Linked DNA regions of Gasterosteus aculeatus: region 1 is linked to region 2. A link is a contact called in public Hi-C data. All regions are on one chromosome and are shown on one strand. Each heading gives the region's core, a stretch centred on a gene start, on an enhancer-like site or on the middle of the called end of the contact. The rest is flanking DNA. Distances are from core to core; before and after follow the strand shown. Region 1 has its middle 24 kb from the start of LOC144406265. Region 2 holds the start of cdpf1 (cysteine rich DPF motif domain containing 1).

Region 1 (6,547 bases), core at 1,486-3,985, 34 kb after region 2:
AATTTCAACGGCAGAGATGATTCTCGAGCGTCATATACACTACCCGTTTGGCTTCTGAGTGGCTAAGTAAGCCGTTGGTCATTTTTGCATGGGTTTAGTCAGATCCAATGGGATCTGCCGAACAAAGAAAGTGGTTGAATAAAACAAACCGGCCAACCACAGCCGGACATGAGAAAAGATTGGGACTTTGAGAACTACCGTTTCTGGGCAGTGAGGGCTTCACAAAAGCCTCCTTTAGAGTAGTAGACTGTAGAAACTTTCCATGCGTATAGCGTCCACTCACAGCTATCAGGTAGAAGTGCTTTTAGCCTGGTTTGTCCGTGTTTTATTGAATTTCGAGGCCTGTTAGGGATTTTATTTCAAGCGATTTCACAAAATGTAAATGATTTTCTTGTGTGTTGTATTGATTTTTTCCTTCACCAGTAACATACACTGATTTTTACACTCCGACAGAAAAATAGTCCAGATAAACAAAGTAGTGTTGTGTGTTTCATTGAACAGTGTGTCTGGCTTTCTTTCATTTGTTTCCAAATGTTGACATAAATCTTCCAAACAAAGAGGAAACTTTGACCAGGAGCAACCAAATGTTTTTTCTTCTAGATTTCCTTGATCTGTCTTCCTCCCTCCCCTCTTCCAAAAGCTGCACCAACCGCTTTACCTTGGAAAACTGAACTGAACTCAATTCAATCAACAGATTTCCTTAAAAGTCGGAAAGGCCCACCAGGATAACCTCCTAAAGTCCCTGGATGGTTACAGTAATTGGTCACGTAGAGTAATGCGTGCAGCCCGTGAGCCAAAGCAATGACTAACAGCTGATGAGTGGAAATGTCTTTAACATAAAAGCAGAGTCCAGTGCTGTGTCTCGCCTCCCTTTTCTCTGCTCCCCTCCCTCCGTCCCTCCTCCCTCTTCCTGCTTTCCCGCCAACTGAAAGATTCCCTCTCCCTCCCTCCCTCTCCCTCTCCCTCTCTCTCCCTCTCCCTCTCTCCTCTGACAAATAAACAGGTCTCACGTGAGCTCCTCTCCCGCTCTCCGTCTACGTGTTCTCGGGGACGACACCGCCCTGTCTGGCCTCCGTGGCGACCTGAGCCGCGCCGTGATTGGTCGAGTCCGAGAGAAACTGCGGCCCGGAGGAACAGTGAGTTGCAGACAGGCATAGCGTGTCTGAGACAAAAACACAGGGCGTCCTGCCAGCCGCAGTCCCCGAGGAGAGAGGACCGGGGATGGAGTGCCTGGCTGGCTGCTGGACAAGTCGGTGTGAAGGGCTTCACTGTAACACACTGTGCATCTGCTATGCGCGCACGTTGTGACCACATGATGAATACTTCCACAGTGCAGAAGATTGTGTTCCTTAAAAGTCTTTTGTCTGTGACATTACACATCCCTGTTAGTTCCAGCACTCACGTACGCCATTCTTAAACAGATATATCAAATTTAGGTAGGAAACGCTTCCATCGTGGGCTGGCTGAGTAATGAAATGGCACAAAGCTTCAACAGATGACAGATGCAGGAAACACCACACAGAAAACCTGTCTAATTCACTGTCATTTAGTCAGTTATAAAAGAGGTCCGGCAAGCTGCTGTCAATGGGAGACTGCAAACCTCTATTTTTTGCTTGTCGGTATCTATCTGTTCCCAAATTGCAACTGCATCTATTCAAAAGAGCTGAAAAGCGATTTAATACGAGGAGAGACAAGTGACAAGTGAAAATGTTAGCTTAATCAACGTGGATATTATGAACATTAAGTTGTCTGGCAGACGGAGACGCTTCCTCACTGCTGACTGATTATGTCTCTAATTAACTGTGTAATTTCCTTGCTGAATGACTGGTTGTTGGTATGACAGACGGGTGGAAACGATAATAACCGCTGTACTGAGCAGTGGCATGCGAACATAGCAGCATATCATGAGTTACAACCTGCAGTGAAGATTAGCATTTACCAACGCGTATAGTGGTCATGACTTTACTTATTTATTACTGAAGGCAAGGTGGAGCTGGCATAAAGTGGCCCAACAGACCAAGCAAACATCATCTCCAACATCAGGAAATGCACAGAGAAACATTTCAACATGACAAAACATTACACATCTGAGTTTTAAACAGTCCATTTCTTCTATTTCTTGATCTGATTTGGTAAACGACGACGTTTTTTTCAACCAGTTATGTAACCAAAAGCAATACATTGCTGCTGCTTATTAGAACATCTGAAATGATGTTGAACCCCGAAAAGAACGATTTTTTTTCCCTCAATGTGAGGACACAAAACGTATTAGTTTCTTAAGTTGACCCATTAATTCTCTCTCTCTCTCTCTCTCTCTGTGTGTCATCATGGCTAATGATGTGGAACTACCCCAGACGTGGTTTTGAGTACTTTACCAGGTGTTTATATGTCTTTGTCTGGACCGATTTGGCAACGCGTTGGCGTCACAACAATCAGGAAACTTCGCCCCCCCCGTCCCGATTTGGAGCCGAAAAAGCAGATTTGCCGGTGCAATTCCATCCCAACATGGTCCCTTCGCCTAGCAATAGAACATGTTCTAATTTTTTAAGAACACTGAAAAGAATCCTGGGTGAACAAGCAGAAGAGAAAGAGAAAGAAACCCCAAATTGATGAGCCAGGCAAGATAAAACAGAGAAAGATATGTGCTTCAAAGATATTTCAGAAAACCCCGTGTCTCAGCCAGCCTCTTCCCACCACACCCTAAATCTCCCTCTTCTTTCCCCTCTGACTTGCAATTAGCACTTTCTGTGACGGGTCTCAACCTGCCACGATGGAGCTGATTCACCTCCTTTAAAAACCCCCGTGTGTGTCATGAAAATGTATCACATCTTGACTAAGATCCTTGGTCCCTGGTTTCGGAGAATGAGACAAAACAAAAACACCACAGCGTTTTCTTCTCTTTACACTTTTTTTTTTAACTGTCTCTCGGTTTGATGGGTGTAGTATGTGTATGATTGGCGGGTCTGTCATACTATTAATTTGCTAATAAAATCAGCTGAACTTCTAATTAAGCATAAGCCAAACTGATTTCATCGTAATTTATTGCTGTTGACTGTTTGTTAATTAGTTTTACTTTGTTCATATGTCATGATCACTGACCTGGATTTTGGACAGGGGGTTACAATAGCTTCCCATGCTGCCTTAAATAAACCTGCCTCTGGCAGATTTTATCGGCTCTAGTTTATTACATGAACTTACGTTAGTTTCCTGCGATGGCTCAAAACAGGCCCCAGACAATAGATTATATTGTACAGAGGCTGATTAATTGGTCCTAGTTTTAATATTATTATGTTTGATAAAGGAAAAGATTCCACCTTTTTGACACGTTTTACTGCTTAGCTTATGAAACAGTCTCATTGTGATACTGATGTCTCTATATGACCTACATAAGCAAACAAGCTGCTTGCATTCGCTCACATTCTGGTATAGTAGCTTTCAAATAAATACTACACGGTCTATGTTTTTTGCCGCTCTTTTTTTAAGGTGACCTTCAACCCTTCAAACTAACATATTTGATAATGTGCACAGGCACTGTAGATAAGCATTGGCTGAAGATGCAAACGACTGCACCTTAAAAACAGACAGTTTAAACCATTATTTAGTGTACGTATGTAAAAAATAGTATGTAATGGTTTACTTCTTCTTCTTTACATACTACTTTAGCTTTTGAAAAGAGGTTGAAAAAGGCACCGCCCTTCAAAGCCTTTAAATGTTGACCTGAACTCTTTAACTGTACTATTTGCCTTAGCAGTTGAAGTACTTTAATGTTTGCTAAGCTATGATTGGATAATCGCTGTTGCTGGATGGTCAATTTACAACATTATCTTTTACTTCAAAGCTAAGGTAAACTGGTTTCAGATAAGCGTTTCATACATCAGTGAGTTTACTCAGTTTGTTATGGTGAGACGCATCATTCCAATGACCTTTGCACAGGAACTTCCTGCTTTCTTTTAGACTTCACAGCCCCTCTAAGGAGGAAACTTTCAGTCCACCACCAGCTTATGATGCGCTATGATGTCACCAGAACCCCTAAAGTCTGAAAACTGAACATTCTTTGCAGAAGGAATGTGTCAGTGGTTTTTTGTTTGGCCCCATGGGGTTATCAGGCAGCAGTAGGAACATACCAAAGTCTGTACAACAAACCAAAAAAACATCCATCTGTCACCAGCGTGTCTCTTTGAAGAGACCGGCAAGGTCAAAGGGCGTTGGGGTCAGGTGTGATGTACATGACAGCAACCGTCACAAACAATAGGTGGATTTGCAGAAATGAAAGCTTTATCTGGGGACGGGTGAAGGCAGATGAAAGTGACAGTTCTTGGCCAAATATCAGGGCGGCTCAGTCATCTCCTCTTGTATTGCATGTGTGTATTTGGTTTTCTTTGATTGTTTAAAAGGTCAATGCAGAAAATACTCACGCGGTGCCTAATGGAAATACTGTTTCACGGCAACGCTTCTGCTATCCACCACAAGAAAAGGCACAGGGACTCACATGCCGTTTCCACAACTCCTTACATGACTCACGAGAAAATATGTGCCTAGCTCTTCCTCCTTCTTGTTCCCTTTGTTCTAATTTTAAAAGCCCCGACAAATAAATAACCTCTCCATGGGATTTCGAATGAGTCAGCGGGGCCTTTCATCACACGCCGATGTGTCAGTGAGTTCAGACGCTTGTAACTCGATCGCAGCTGAGAGGGAGCGAAAGACGCCGGCCTTTGACCTCTGTCCGGGCTCTGCATCCTCTCATCTCTCGTGAGACGAGATGCAAAGCTACAGAGTTTAAGCGCTGCCAAGGCCCCCTGCACATCTGAGCATGGCCGCCGCTGTCCTCGATGTGCACCCTGGGGACACGACACAAGTAGTGTCACTCTAAATAACGGTAATGACTGTTGTGGCTGTTTCTTTGATTTCATTTATTTTCTTTCCTTCTGCCTGTTTTTCTTTTACGTTAAAAGATTTTTTTTCAGACTAAAGTAAACTCCTCCCAGGCCATGGAAGACATCTCACAGTAACACTGCTTTTAAGTAGTACTACTTGTGGTCAGCAAACTCATCAGTGAACTGATCCTCCTGATATTCTCTTCAAGTACATTCAAAGCTAAGCTGTGTAGTTTTTACGTTCAACCATAAGGATGCAAAGATAATTCAATTTGGTCTGAAATACTGAACATGAGCATAACTTCCATTTAAATATGCCACTGTTGTGCATATTTAAATGTGCTGTTGATGAAGATGGGGCCAATGAATTCAAATCATGGACAGCGATGAGACAGTTGTTGCTTTTTGGTTTTGGTTGGGATAAGTGTCCAAATTTGAAATGGACATTTCTCTCTGTAATTGCAGTTAAAAACTAGCAAACTGCATTCAATCATCCAGAATTCTAACAGCAGAATCAGTATACGATGACGATTAGCACATAGGAAGTCAAACTATATATAAAGAGTGACATTGGCACACTCTGTTTGTCCACCTAAGTTGCCCTTGCTTCAACTAAAACTTAACCACACCATCACCCAATGTTTCACATAAAACATCTACACCAACATTTGCTGGCATGTTAACGCTTTGCATCTCGAGTGGGCTGTGTTTGCAGGGGTGGTGGGGGGGGGGTGACGTGTGACACAGAAAGAGATAGACTGTTGATAACTGTTGTTTAGTGTAGCAAACCGCACAGAGCTGTGAAACCACTGCCGTGGTCTGAATAATGAGGAACTATAACTGTCATGTTCAGACCCCGAGCGCAAACACACACACACACACAACGTCCAAATCCAAAAACCCTACCCAGCGCGGGACGCTTAAACATTTCACCAGTTAGTTTTAGGTAGAATCCCTCGCAGCAAGATGCAGATTTATTCGTTGAGAAGCAGGTTTGCAAAGTGTGTGACAGAAAACGGTCTTAAAAGTGAAAGAATAACGCGGGACAGATTACATCATTTGACCTCGGATGCCTGATCAAAGCTGCACACACACACGTCCTGCAAGCGTGCCCCTCAACACACGACTCGCATGCTTAGGCCTATTATTACAAAGTGGGTACATGACTGCCGTGTGGTGAGAGAAATGGCAGGAGAGCGAATAGGAGAAGAGACACGTCGAGGTCACTGGGTTCCTGCACGCTGGGCCGACTGGTCACACCACAGGATCACTCGTCTCTCTGGCTCTTCCCATTAGCCTTACCACACACTAACGGTCTGAGTCAGAGAGAGGGGGCCTCTTATGAAATCCAGGTTTGCCACATCGCCCCTCTCTTGGCTAGATAAAAAAAAAAAAAAAGAGACCCATGTCTGCACATGACTGTAGCGCCGGACGCATTCGCCGCCATTATGTCAGTTCCTGCCTGACGTAAAACAGACACAGGTGATGTGTGCACTTGCGTGTGCTCTCGCATGCTTGCGGCATACTTGTTGACTCACGGACGATTTCATTTTCATGGTTGAGCTTGGTCTCAACACGATGGTTGAACAGCTTGAAGCGCTTGGCAGATGTTCACAAGCAATATGGGCTGACCCATATTATAAACATAGATGTGGCGGCACTCATTACCACTC
Region 2 (6,443 bases), core at 1,754-4,253:
TCTCGCTGTTGCTAATTGATGTGCGTGTCTGTGCACCAGCCATCCGCTTCGGTCGGATGCCTCAGGCGGAGAAGCTGAAGCTGAAGGCGGAATCCAAGATGGTGGAGAAAGAGGTGGCGAGCCCCACGCTGACCGACCACAAGACTCTGGTCGGGCAGATCCACGAAGCCTACGTGACCAACTTCAACATGAACAAGGCGAAAGCTCGGCTCATACTCACCGGGAAGACGAGCAAGCCGGTGAATAATGAAATAATATGCTTATGTATCTGTGGGATGAAGAGTGACCAACCCCGCCTCCTGACATTGGATCGGCCTCGTCTTTTCCCCCCCGCAGCCTTTCATCATTCACGACATGGAGACGTTCCAGCTGGCAGAGAGGACGTTGGCGGCGCAGGTGGGAAACGGCGACGGTCCGGAGCTCGGGAGCAGGCTTCGTGCCGGGCAGGTGCTTGTGTGCGGGGAACTCCAGCAACGGGAGGCTGAAGCCAGGCTCTTCCACTGCTGCCAGAGCACCTCGGTGGAGACGGTCACGGAGCTGACGGAGTTTGCCAAGGCGGTGCCGGGTTTCCCGAACCTGGATCTTAATGACCAGGTGGGCTTTGGTGGTGGTGTATCGCAGGCTTCACTTGAACCACAGTCGTTTGTGTTCATGTTGGATGTTTGATTATGTGGCAAGAAAAGGTCCCGGCGCCTCCGAGTCCTGCTGTGGCCCTCTTACTATTTATTTTTTATTTTTTAGGTGACCTTGTTAAAGTATGGGGTTTATGAAGCCCTCTTCACCCTCCTGGCCTCCTGCATGAACAAAGACGGCCTCCTGGTGGCCCGCGGTGGGGGCTTCATCACCCGAGAGTTCCTCAAGAGCCGCCGGCGGCCATTTAGCGACATGATGGAGCCAAAATTCCAGTTTGCCACACGCTTCAACTCCCTGGAGCTGGACGACAGCGACCTGGCCCTTTTTGTCGCTGCCATCATCTGCTGCGGAGGTAATTATTGTTTTTAAAAAAACAATTAAAAAAGTGCTCAAAAGGGTGCAAATTTGCACAGAATGCAATCTGAATCCTCCTCCACGTGTCCCTGATCCCGTCCCTCCAGATCGGCCAGGCTTGGTGGATGTGCCTCAGGTGGAGAGGCTGCAGGAAAGCATCGTTCAGGCACTCCGGCTCCACCTGCTGGCCAATCACCCGGACGACAGCTTCCTCTTCCCCAGACTGCTGCAGAAGCTGGCTGACCTCCGGCAGCTGGTCACCGAGCATGCTCAGTTGGTGCAGGAAATCAAGACAACAGAGGACACGTCGCTGCACCCGCTCCTGCAGGAGATATATAGGGACATGTACTGAGTGGATCTCACGTGGTCACGAACGGAGACATGCGTTGGATTATTTATGTAGGCCAGTGGAAACTGTGTGTCTGTAAATATTTACTGATACTAGCGTGCACATCAACGTAGGCTGCACACTGCTGTGATCTGCAGGGGAGAAGCAGCTCTGGTCGGTGTTTCACTGAAAGGGGAGACAGTGGAAAACAAACTTTTTTGATCTTACACCATAGATGTGTAGAAATGTTTTGTAATGGATCGACCTCAGAGCAGCCAATTGCTATGGATTGGGTCCCGGACGCCCGCTTTTACTCTGCAGACTGATCAAAAGCTAAATGAGAGGCGGACATGGCAACATTTACAAATGGTGTACACCCAATAAAGACATCTGGACATGGCCACTGCAGTCATGTATGCACTGATAATAAATATTAATCTTGAACTGTAAAAGAAGCAGCGCTGTTGGAGAAATGATAATATTTTAATCCTTGAGGTAAATTAGGTGTTGGTTGTGCAGTAGGCAAATCAACATTAAAGTATTTCATTTATTTTGGAAATCTAGCGCATGTTAGTTCAACTCATAAGATTAGAGTCAGCTTTGCAATGTCCTTTCATTGTGTACTAGTACCTTATTGAAATCAGCAACAATCTACCTGCCACCAGTTTGAGAGGATTGGGTGAAGAAACACCGTCGTCATTATTCAACGTGTGCCATAATGTTTCAAACTAAGAGAATTCATATTTTCTATACTACATTTAGCACAGAACAAGGCAGTTGTCTGTTTAGTGTTGGGTCAGAGAATGTTCGCACATCAATCATGAACAACAATGCAGTTAATTCATGCAGCCATTGTTTGAACATATTGTAATTTCATGTGTAATAAAATGTATTTGAATCCTTGACCTTCTGCTAAAAACCATCATAACATGACAACTCTTGTTACCTAAGGGTTTTTTTTTGCACAAGTCCTGCCATTAAGACTCATTATTGCCCAGTGAATGTTTTGACTACAAGCACAATAATATGTTAAGCTGGATTATGTTTTATTTTGTAAACATAATGTGGAATGTGGTTACCACACTGAAGGTTTTCGCTGACTGTGAAACCGCCGTTGAATAGGAGGAGCTGGTTGCCTCCTTTGCTGTGCTGGACTTCACCTCCGATGTCGTATTAAAACACTGTTTATATTTTGTATCATGAAGTGTATAATAAAAATAAAATTGCTGTTTCAATAACATGAATTATGCCATGTGGTAGTTTCAAATAAACTGAATATATTTCACTTTTATTTGTAATACCGTGGCTTATTTACGTGGCTAATATGTGTTTAAATGCATCCGCAAACATATTTTTCCCTCCACAAACTAAGCGACGGCGTGGCGGGAAAAACACAGGTGGAACTAATAATGTTAATGACAGCGTGGTACTTTTTAAATGTCCTAGTGAGACACATGTGATTCATTACACCTGTGCTTTTCCTTTCACTTAAGTTGTGCTGTAAAAATGTATCCTTACTGGAAATAATCCATGTCATTTCTGCGGGTTCACTGCGCTTTCATATTTTCTATAATATCAATCCACATTCGTTTGAGGCATTTTAATAAAAAGTCATTTATATTGTAATTTTATATTGTATTGTTTGTCTTTATATCTAATACTTCTGTGTGTGCGCATGTTGCATCCCCGCTCCACTAGAGGGCGCTAAACCGCTACGAAACAACACGCCTCGATGCGGAAAAACCAGGAAGTGACTTATTCTGCTCCTCGGCTTCGAAAAGATGGAGCAAACTACAAGCGACCCTCGTCCAAAAATATTTACATGCCAGGTGTGCGAGTTAAGCAGCCCCTTCACTTACCACGGCCAGAAACCACCAAACACGAGAGCCATTGTGTAAGTGGACATCAAGAGCTCCCGTTAGTGCTAATGAGCTAGCTATGCTAACTTTGCTAGCTAGCTGCTAACGCTAGGTCCTATAAACGTCAAACACTCCGCGAAATGACCCCGTCTGACGTCGTTACGTTTGCACGAATGGTCACACGTGCGTTCACATCTGCATGTGTCCTCCAACAGGCTGCTTGAGGAGTGTTTTGTGACCCAGGACCCCTTCAGTCCGGACAGGGAAAAGTTTCTTGTTTTGGGTTCCGCCTGCAGCCTGTGCAACACACGTGTTTGTGTTGGTTCGGTAAGTCGTCTTAAAGGTTTAATTGCTTCGCTCTGCAAGGATTAAAACATGTGATCGTGTAATTCTAAAGTGATACCTTTATCGGTTAGACGTGCTCATGGATTTCCGCTTTGAAAGCTAAGCTGAGCTCAGCTCCTGTGACTGTTTCCCCCACTTGTGGGTCACTGGCTGTAAAATATGCATCTGTGGCTTGGCCGTTTTCCTCAGATGACTTAGCGGTCATGTGGCATTTATATGTGCTGGGTGAACTTCACGACCGATGCTCTTGGAACCCATTGATCCAGATTCGTCTTCCCATCTTGGACTGAACGTGACTAAACAGCCATTGTTGCCGGACTGTGATTTATCTTCTCTCAGGACTGCAGTCTTTTCTACACCAAGAGGTTCTGCATGCACTGCGTGAACAAGCACTTGGAGCAGTTCCCACGTCAGATCCAGGCTGAGCTGGCTAAGAAGAAGCAGAGCTCCAAGTCATCTGACAAGTAGAGGTCTATGACATACTCTCAAAAAGAGGAGGAATGAGTCAGCCTCCAGTACCAGCTCTCTTCGTCAAAGCCATACGGAACTAAACTCCAAAAACGGCACATGAAAACATCCTGTAATTTATTGGCATGGCTTTCATTTTGGTTGGAAAATTAACACCACACATCAGAATAATACTAGATCATCCCTTTGTGCTAAAAAGGTTGTCATTTTCTTCTACATCTGTATTTTCAGACTCAACAAAAGGTCTCACTGATTTCATGTAGGTAAAAAGGTCCTACACTAGCTCTCGCTTTCTTATTAAACAACTCCCTAAAACGGTTCAAAATAATGCTAATATCTCATGTGAAGGATGATGAATTTGACCGTTCACTATTTTCCAAGTTGCTGGGTAACTGATTTAAAAAAATAAGAGACTGCCTCACTGCCCTTTGCAGAGTGAAAAACATATAATTCCCCTACAATGTTACTTTTGTTCCTCATTAATAATGCCTGTTTTGGAATATTTTAAACACCTATTTTATATTAGAAAAGGAAAAATACCACCTATATTATTACACTTTAGCAACACATGGAAACATTCCCATTTACGGAAGTAATTATCTCTAACTAAGGACATCCTTTTTATGGGTGCATTTATGGGCAAACGTTGCACTGCTAACTTCTGTGAAGTCGAAACATTGTCATTTCTGTTCATTCTGAAGCTATAAAAAATACACACAGTGACCTTTTCTTCTGTTTTTTTGTGTGTTCAATATTGGATCCAAATTAATGTGTAACTAGTGTTCATTTTTAGTGACAGAATCTGCCACGGACGCATCATTCGCTGTGTTAAACAGTTACTTCCATTTCGTCATTTGACCAAACCAAATGTTCTGGTGCCCCCTTTTTCTCGCTGTTTGGTTATTCCGCCCAGAATCGGTTCAGACCTCGGGGGGATGCCTCCGTGCAACACCGTGCACAGTTTGCAGCAGCATAAACACATTATAGATTGAGTGTGATCCCGGCGATAACATTGATATAACAGATGGCCTCGCTGGTTTCATCACGAGCTGTTCGACGTTTAGAGGACTAATTGAAACAGCGTGGCAGTTAAGACGGGCCCAGGTTTTTCCTTTTTCTTTTTCTGGCAAATGCTAAAGAGGAGTGCACAGTGACATTCGATGTGGAGTTTTAAGTCGGGACTTTGTGAACTCCTGGGTACAAGGAGTGCATACTGTTCCAGATCCAATCACTCCTATGCAGCTCTGAAATGTGCACACACACACACACACACACACACACAAGCTATTTGACCACTTACTGTATGTCTTGGCAAGAACACCAATTTAAATCTTGAGTCAATAATTGCTTAGGTGCAAACTGGAAGCTGCAACACAGGGAAATGGTATATTTCAAGGTCTTGGTTTTGTCTTCTTTTAAGGCTGCACCGCTCTTTGTGTGTCCTTTTTAAATTCCAAGCACACATAAGCAATTACAACCGGTGATGCACACAAACCACCTCTGTGGCAACACTGGCAAAGTCTGACAGCGATAGGCACCGTGCCAACGAAGCGGATGTCGAGAGTTGTCCCAGAATGCCAGGAAGCAGATTTGTAACTCTTTTATTGTTTTCCTTCAATGGCCCTGACATTGTAATAAAGTGTATATAGGGGCCTCGAGCTTTAATGACACAGAGTCAGATTGTGCAATCATATCTGTCAGCACTCAGGCAATCATTCAACGATTAATTCTACAGATTGTGTTACCAGCCTGGAGCAAAACCTCACGCTGAACTCCTGCAGGGAGATAAAGCCCTTAACATTGTGTTTTTATTACTTTTTTTTAATTTGCTGTCAGACAAGACAACTACAAATGGCTGTTATGGCGATCCAGTGGTGTCTTTGACCTGTGGGCGTCCTGTGAAGGTCTAACCTGATGCTCGCTGTGAAAAATCAAGTCCTAAGGGAAAGATACAGCAAAGTATTATTATATAGTATTTAAACCACCCAACAGATTAATTGGGTCATGTTGATGTGTGGCGTTAATCCAATCGCGCTCTGCGTTGGGGCCCCGTTCGACTTTAAGAGCGCTCAGTGGGCGGTCCTTGTGCGCAGACCAATGAATCGCCTTCTCTGTTTAAATAGTCCTTGATGTCAACTTCTCTCCTCCACTCGTTGCTCCCTCCAACGCCATGTTGGTCTCCGTGACTTGACTCGTTGTTTTCATCAGCGTTACTACGGACCTGACAGGAGTGGCTTACGTAAAACGCCCGTGCGCCCTTGGAGACGCTTCATTCCGATCTTTTGCGCCGACGCGTTTTTGGATGTTACGCGCGGACTATGCACGCATCATCCCCGTGACTCGGCGTTTTAAAGGAGTACTACTTGGAAATATAACTTTGAAAGTGGGTGGTGGTGGTGGTGGTGGTGTGGGGGGGGGAGGAGAGAGGGCTCGCTTGTTTGTTTGCGCGTGTGTGT

What was found. A called contact is a pair of places that touch in the nucleus more often than the background predicts.
Region 1: a contact with region 2 is called in a Hi-C map of whole body, with 7 times the contacts expected there. The contact joins the enhancer-like site here to the promoter of cdpf1 in region 2. A contact is called at or near these places in 6 of 6 Hi-C or Micro-C datasets (blood and trunk muscle, liver, skeletal muscle and 2 more).

The regions. Positions count from the first base shown.
Region 1 is chr4:27,758,621-27,765,167 of fGasAcu3.hap1.1, forward strand. No RefSeq gene overlaps it. Among protein-coding and RNA genes, the nearest start is that of LOC144406265, 24 kb to the left of the region's middle. Within about 2 kb of position 2,736, at least 1 of the 9 cell types and tissues checked has open chromatin away from gene starts, as enhancers often do.
Region 2 is chr4:27,723,855-27,730,297 of fGasAcu3.hap1.1, forward strand. It overlaps cdpf1 (cysteine rich DPF motif domain containing 1), which reads left to right and starts at 3,004. Exons shown (of 3, transcript XM_040174855.2): 1 at 3,004-3,209; 2 at 3,390-3,501; 3 at 3,859-4,710. The coding sequence starts at 3,097. The coding sequence ends at 3,987. LOC120817459 (peroxisome proliferator-activated receptor alpha) reads left to right here. Exons shown (of 8, transcript XM_040173709.2): 5 at 40-239; 6 at 337-594; 7 at 742-985; 8 at 1,095-2,600. The coding sequence ends at 1,339. It overlaps cdkn1ba (cyclin dependent kinase inhibitor 1Ba), which reads left to right and starts at 6,026. Exons shown (of 2, transcript XM_078101749.1): 1 at 6,026-6,443.